2 separate regions of the Arachis hypogaea genome follow, and region 1 is linked to region 2. Evidence: chromatin contacts called from public Hi-C data. All regions are on one chromosome and are shown on one strand. The core of a region is the stretch at or near the end of the contact, and the rest is flanking DNA. Distances in the headings are between cores, read along the strand shown. Region 1 holds the start of LOC112765922. Region 2 has its middle 31 kb from the start of LOC112764907.

The links. A called contact is a pair of places that touch in the nucleus more often than the background predicts.
Region 1: a Hi-C map of leaf shows a contact between it and region 2, with 3 times the contacts expected there. The contact joins the promoter of LOC112765922 here to the enhancer-like site in region 2. A contact is called at or near these places in 4 of 8 Hi-C or Micro-C datasets (leaf and an unstated tissue).

The regions. Positions count from the first base shown.
Region 1 is chr17:124,727,083-124,730,471 of arahy.Tifrunner.gnm2.J5K5, reverse strand. It overlaps LOC112765922, which reads right to left and starts at 1,595. Exons shown (of 2, transcript XM_025811792.3): 1 at 751-1,595; 2 at 129-633. The coding sequence starts at 960. The coding sequence ends at 328. It overlaps LOC112764907, which reads right to left. Exons shown (of 2, transcript XM_025810733.3): 1 at 3,270-3,389; 2 at 1,630-2,127. The coding sequence ends at 2,052.
Region 2 is chr17:124,693,884-124,696,995 of arahy.Tifrunner.gnm2.J5K5, reverse strand. No RefSeq gene overlaps it. Among protein-coding and RNA genes, the nearest start is that of LOC112764907, 31 kb to the left of the region's middle. Within about 2 kb of position 1,250, at least 2 of the 3 cell types and tissues checked have open chromatin away from gene starts, as enhancers often do.

The sequences.
Region 1 (3,389 bases), core at 346-2,845, 33 kb before region 2:
TACTTTTTGGGGATTGTTATAAACGTTATGTAACCTGTTATGGTTAATGTGATCAGATATAGTACATTTAAATGTTAATTACCAAGTTTGTACTACAAGTATTCTATTTAGTTTTACTGCACTTTGCAAAACACAACAGACATCAGGTTCTCATCAAATTTATAGTTGAATAATTTGTTACATTCTTAATACACATCAGGTTCCATGAAAACACAATACAAGAGTTGTCATTCCCTATTTCAACCAAATTTGGCACATTCACAGTTATAAAAATACACACTAATCATTCACATTTACTCTTCATCCACTATTTAACATTAGTTCAACTCAGTTCTTAAACAGAGCAAAGAAATTGATGAAGACACCAATTGCAACCCCAATGCACATCATGATTAGAAGAATTTCAATCCTCCTTAATTTCTCCTTCAATTCTTTTGTAAGAACAGGTAGCACCATGGGGTCTATGTCCTCATACTCCACTGATTCGGACAGCTTCCTAGTGCTCTTCTGTTTGAGTTTTCCACCTGAAGATAGTCTGGGTTTGTGGTTCCAAGAACATTCTACCTCTTCAACCATGTCTTGCTCTTCCAATTCATCAATCCATTGAAAATATTTGCAATCCTGGTTTTTATTCTGTCAAGAACACAAATTGAAAACCCATGAAGAACAAATCAATCATAACGTGCAAAACACATTAAAACAGGAATAACTACAAAGACCCATTAAAGGCCAAAACCCAGTCATGCTTACCTTCCATAGTGGGCACCGAAGGAACCACCTCCCTGGGTTAGCATTCATCTTCGATCTCAGAGCAACAACAGCAAGAGAACAGCGACACATACCGTCATACTGCTTCGAACCAGAGTCTTCGCACCTATCGTTGCCGCCTTCTACCATTGATGCAGACCTTCGCTTCATCATACCTACTGCATTCATGGTTGAACGGCTATTCAGATGCATCACGTTTTCATTTTGCAATTGGAAATTAGGGTAATTGAATTAGAAAATTTGAAAACGGGTCCAGGTAAGCTTTCCATTTGCCACACAAGCTTTTCCATTTGCCACATCACACACTTCCGTCAATAGAGAAGGCATCACTTGCCGGACGGGCATTTGGTGCACGTTTTTAAATTATCCAACGATATTTTTGTCGATAATAAAAGTGAGGGGCATTATTGTCAGCGTTTAAAAAATCCGGGGATATAATTGGTGGTTAACCCATATATATATATATATATATAATGTGTTATAAATTCATATAAAATGTCTTTAATTATTAAGTCAAAATTTTCAATTAAAAATTTAAAAAATTTCTTTATATAAAAGCCAAATTTATTTATTTATATAAATACTAAATTATAACTCCAATATCTTATCAAATTATTGTATATTGTATTTTGTTAATGATTTGTGGGTAAGGTAAATATCCACCAATTAAGGATAGATAAGATTAGAATTGACATGTTATAAATCTGTCAATAGAATAAGGTTGATCAATCTGTGTATAAAGTTAAGATTCAATCTAAACTTTATTCTACTTTATTCATTATCACCCCTAATCTTTGATATGTTAAGTTGGAGAATATAGTGAGAAATTAATATATCTTAAACTTAATTATGTGCTAATCATCAGAAAATGCTATCCATTGCATAGTCATAGAACCATCTAACAGTACAACCAAGATAAAGAATAAAAGAAACATACAGGCTAGTTAAAGCCACCTCTATGAATATCTAATAAACCCACAACACTGTTCACACTTTCATATATGCCCTGTCATGTCTAAACATCAGTGAAACATTAATTACATGAAGCACATACAACAATACTTGTAAAAGTGTTAATATTGGATCACAATATATTCTTGAGAGCCAGGCTCAAAAGTTGGACTCATCTGAATTATTTATCAAAGTTAAAGCCGAATCAAAGTATTATCAATGGCTATAATTCCATGATGAGCCTGTGTATGTGGACTTGTTTCAACATATAAAGGATGCATTCATTCCACGAGTACTCTATCATTTTTCATCACACCAACATGTCGACAATGTTATTTCTGTGTTTGCCTTTTGCGTCTTGGAATGCAAGGCCAGCAACGATGACCGTTACTCTTCTCATTCCTAACCCTAAAAATGCATAAAAAAAATCATGGTGCCCAAATTTAATTAGAAAATAATAACTTAACCAAGATAAACACATAAACGTGTAGGTCCTAAATATGATGTTACAATGCTTAATATGTAAGGCTATTTCCTTTTTTCTTTTTCTCTTTTTTTGTCAAAGTAGACACCTGTTTGGCTTACAACCATTACTTGTTTAGTTAGATTAGTAAGGAACAAAAAGTAATTGCATATTGCAATAGCTAAGAAACAAACGTCTGGTAAGTATCGATTATGCTACGTGTACACAAAAATCAGCTACCAAAGTCAGTTACTAGTATAAAATATACGTTAAAATAAATACACATTAAAAGTAAATTAAATCACATATATATTTATACACAAATATATTAGTGACTAATTTTAGTGATTAATTTTAGCATATAAAAAATATTTTTGAATGACTATAATACCCCTTTTGATTTGATTTAGGTCAAGTCCTTAAAAGAAGCACCAAAGGACATTTTCAATCAAAGTAAGTGGTGCCAATTTCCCCCTATAATCGATCACACACAGGGAGAATGGAGTGGTGTTAGATGAACATCGAAAATTGAAAATCAATTGAAAACCAATATTCATTGGTTTCGATATTCAATACGATAAAATGGTAAAAACATTTTATAAGATGAAATCTAGAATCTACCCGACAGCGTGTGCGCGTTTGTAACTTTTGTTTCTCTTTTACTTTTTCAGTTACCAAAATTTTGGGACCGAAACCCTAAGATCATGTTATAGTACTTTGAAGCAAATATTCCCCAAGATCCAGATCAATTTGAAGGATATACAATTGAATGTTCTGTTCTGAAATCAGAACCAAACAAACAACGGAAAACTCTGCAAGATTCAACTAACTAACAGCACGAAATAAAATAAAAAAATTGTATAATTACTTCTCCTGTTCTAGAATCTTGTCCCCTGTACCAACTATATGATTTAATTTAATATGTAGAATTTTAACAAAATTAAGATGATTTAAGAAAAGCACATGGCATCAATTTTCTAATTTTTAATCAAATAACAAACAGAAAATCAAAGCCATATATATGTTCTTAAATTGTTTTATGTAAAGTTGATAGACGAGAATTATTAGATAATTCGGTAAAATATACCTGGAATTACTTGTGCTGCTGCTGCTATTACTACTGCTACTGCTACCAGATCTCTTGGTGGAGCTGCCACTGTTAAGGCTTGAAGAACCACTGTCATCACTCTTCTTCCACCACTCCTTA
Region 2 (3,112 bases), core at 1-2,500:
ATATTAATTCAATTTACATAGAGGATAGATAAATCGAATACATTAAATTCGATTTACATGGAGGAAGCTTAAATCGAGTTGATCTGCTTCGATTTAAATAATTTCATTGTCAAAATCGGACATACATGTAACATTATATCATTTGGGACTATCACATAATATTATTCTTCATTTGGTTTCTTTAGGTGTTTTACCCATTCACAAACGTATTTCTTCCTAATATTACATAAAAATAAAGTATATGGGAACAATATTTTTTTTAACGACTTAAACAACAGGTTAAAAAAAGAAATTTAATTTTAATTTTAAAAAATAAATTTTGAATTAGTTAGATATAATCTTTGTTTTGAATTTGACTTTTAACAACTACAAACCCTTCCTCTCACACCTGCACCGTGCCCCACCCCTAGTCCCCACAACCCCCTGCTGTCTCTCACGAACCACCGCATGCGTTCCTACTTCCTCGTGCGTCTGCAACTGTCGCACACATCCGTGCTTTGTTGCGCCTCCCTAACCGCCGCATGCAGCCCAGCCTCGTCGCGTCTCTATCCCGCCCATCGCTGCAGGCCTCCCAGCCTTGTCGCACCTCCATCGTGCCGCTGCAAGCAGTCCAGCTTCGTCCTCCATCGCGCTGCGGTGATTACCTCTGCTCCCCTCACCTCCACCGCGCTGCAGCAAGCAGCCCAGCTTCGTCTTCCGTCTTGCATGCGGATGAGATGTTTGTTCATGCAAAATGAGATGTTTGTTCTTAATACGGAATGACTCACCTGTACTCGGGGTTGGTGACAGCAGGAGACGGCAGCGCTTGGGAGCTTTCTCGCCGGTGAAGGAGACTGTGTGCTGAGGTAGGTGACCGACGGCTGACTGCGGTAAAAAAAGGATTTGGGTTAGAAGGGGGTGTAATTAGGTCAAAGTGAAATTAGGTAAAGGTGGTTGGTTTAGGGTGAAAGTGAAATTGAATGATTAGTGGATCTGAAATGCAATCCGTTATTCACATTGTTCGCATCTCTCGTTATTCACTTAGCAGAATTGTTACATAAATTAAGTAAATAAGACTATAAAGTTTTTATTTAAATTAAAAAAAAACTACGTGGAGATTTTGACATAGTTTTTGGTAATACTATTTTTTTTGTTGATCAAAGATCCGGGCCACAACCTGCTGGACCAGACTCAAATCAGAAGCCCATTTTGAAACCTGATCATTAATTTTCTGGCGGACCTAAGTTACTTGTTTTGATTTGTTTCGGCCAATAATATTCATGTTCATTTGTTTCGGTCTAGCAGGGTCATGGGATCTTTGTGGAAAAATTTCGGGATGGTTTTGGTGATGGTGAATTTCACAACTTCCACTGCCTCACGCTACAACCAAAAATTACTAAGTCTAAATTTTTAGTAGCTATCTATGAAGCACAGACATTCTATTGAGTTGTTGTATTTGTATGTCAGATACGTTTTAGAAAAATTTCGTCCGACACACGTGTTTGCTATGTCCAACAATGTCTTAATAAAAAATAAAAAATTCTTCTCCAAACTCGTTTGAATACACCTAAATATTATCACATGTCAGCGTATCCAATTTTATTCTTAACATGTATTTTTAAAATAAATTTAGAAGTAATATATATTATTATTTATTAAAACAAAAAATATTTTAAATACTTTATATAATTAAAATAAGAAATTAAAAATAATAAAAAATTTATTTTATGTTTTAATATCAATAAAATATCAAAATATCATTAAGATTTATCTAAAAAATACTTTATATTTTATATGTATGCGTGTCCCGTGTCTTATAAGATTTTAAAATTTGCATGTTGATGTGTCCCGTGTCGTGTCATGTCCTGTGTCCATGTCAATGTCTGTGCATCATAGGTAGCTATAATATAATAGCTATTATATATTTTATTTAACTTATATTTTTATCGTAATTATATATTTATCGTTTTTATTATATGTTATAATGATAATTATATACTTTTTGCGTCTATTAAAAATATTTTTACTGGCAATTGTATAATTATCACTAAAAGATTTAGCAACAAAACATAAAATAATTAATGTCTAATTACTAGTAAATATATTAGCGGCTATTTTTATTGTTGCTAAAAGTAAAATAAATGGCCATTAAAAAAGATTTTTTCTAATAGTGTTATTATTATCACAAAATAATTAATGCAATTAATCTTTCAGATGTTTGATTTGGTACAACTTTTATCTTTTTAAAAGTAGTTTATTAAAATTGACTTTTGAAAAAAATAAATTTTCAAGGACTATATCAACTAGATAATCAAAATAAAAATGACTTTAACAGACACAAATTAAAATAATTATGCTTGATAAAAATTATTTCAAAATTTAAAATAATTTAAGTAGATATGAATATAATAAAAAATAAGAATAAATATAAATATTCAGTAATACAGGATATTATACTAACTTTGTTGAATTTAATTATTAATATGATTTGGTCATATAATATTATTGAAATTTAAATATATGTTATTTTTTTGAAACATAAAAAAGATAGAAAAAAATTTAAATTTTATTTATTTAAAAATTAGAAAGATAATTAAAAGGAGGAGTTAAGATTCTTAATATTTTTCATTGAGATTGAGAATAACCAATAATAATGAGTTTGTTACTTAAAGTCATAAATAAATTTAACTAAATTTAAAATATATGAATTTACATCTAAAGAAAACAAAAGAAAATTTTACATAATAAGGGTTGTCTTCTGTCAAAATAAAGCCAAAATAAATCATTTAGATTAGTTCTTATCTTCTATATATTAATATCTTATTTTTCTTTACATTTTTTAAATTTATTCATAAATATATAATTTGCTATTATATCTACAAAAATGTATATGTTCACCACATATCTAATCTCTGCCAAGCTTTTTTCTTAATATTGGCAGATTGATTAGTCCAACAAGTAATAATTCTTGTTCGTTCATTATTGATATATGGTCTTATTCTTGGTGGGTTGAATTGCTTTATAATAAATTAATAATTATTTCCTTGTTTTAGTCTTTGGATATAATCAAGCTAAAATTAGTTGGCTATAACTATTGCAAGTAGCCCTTCTCAATTATGCATACATTCTGCAA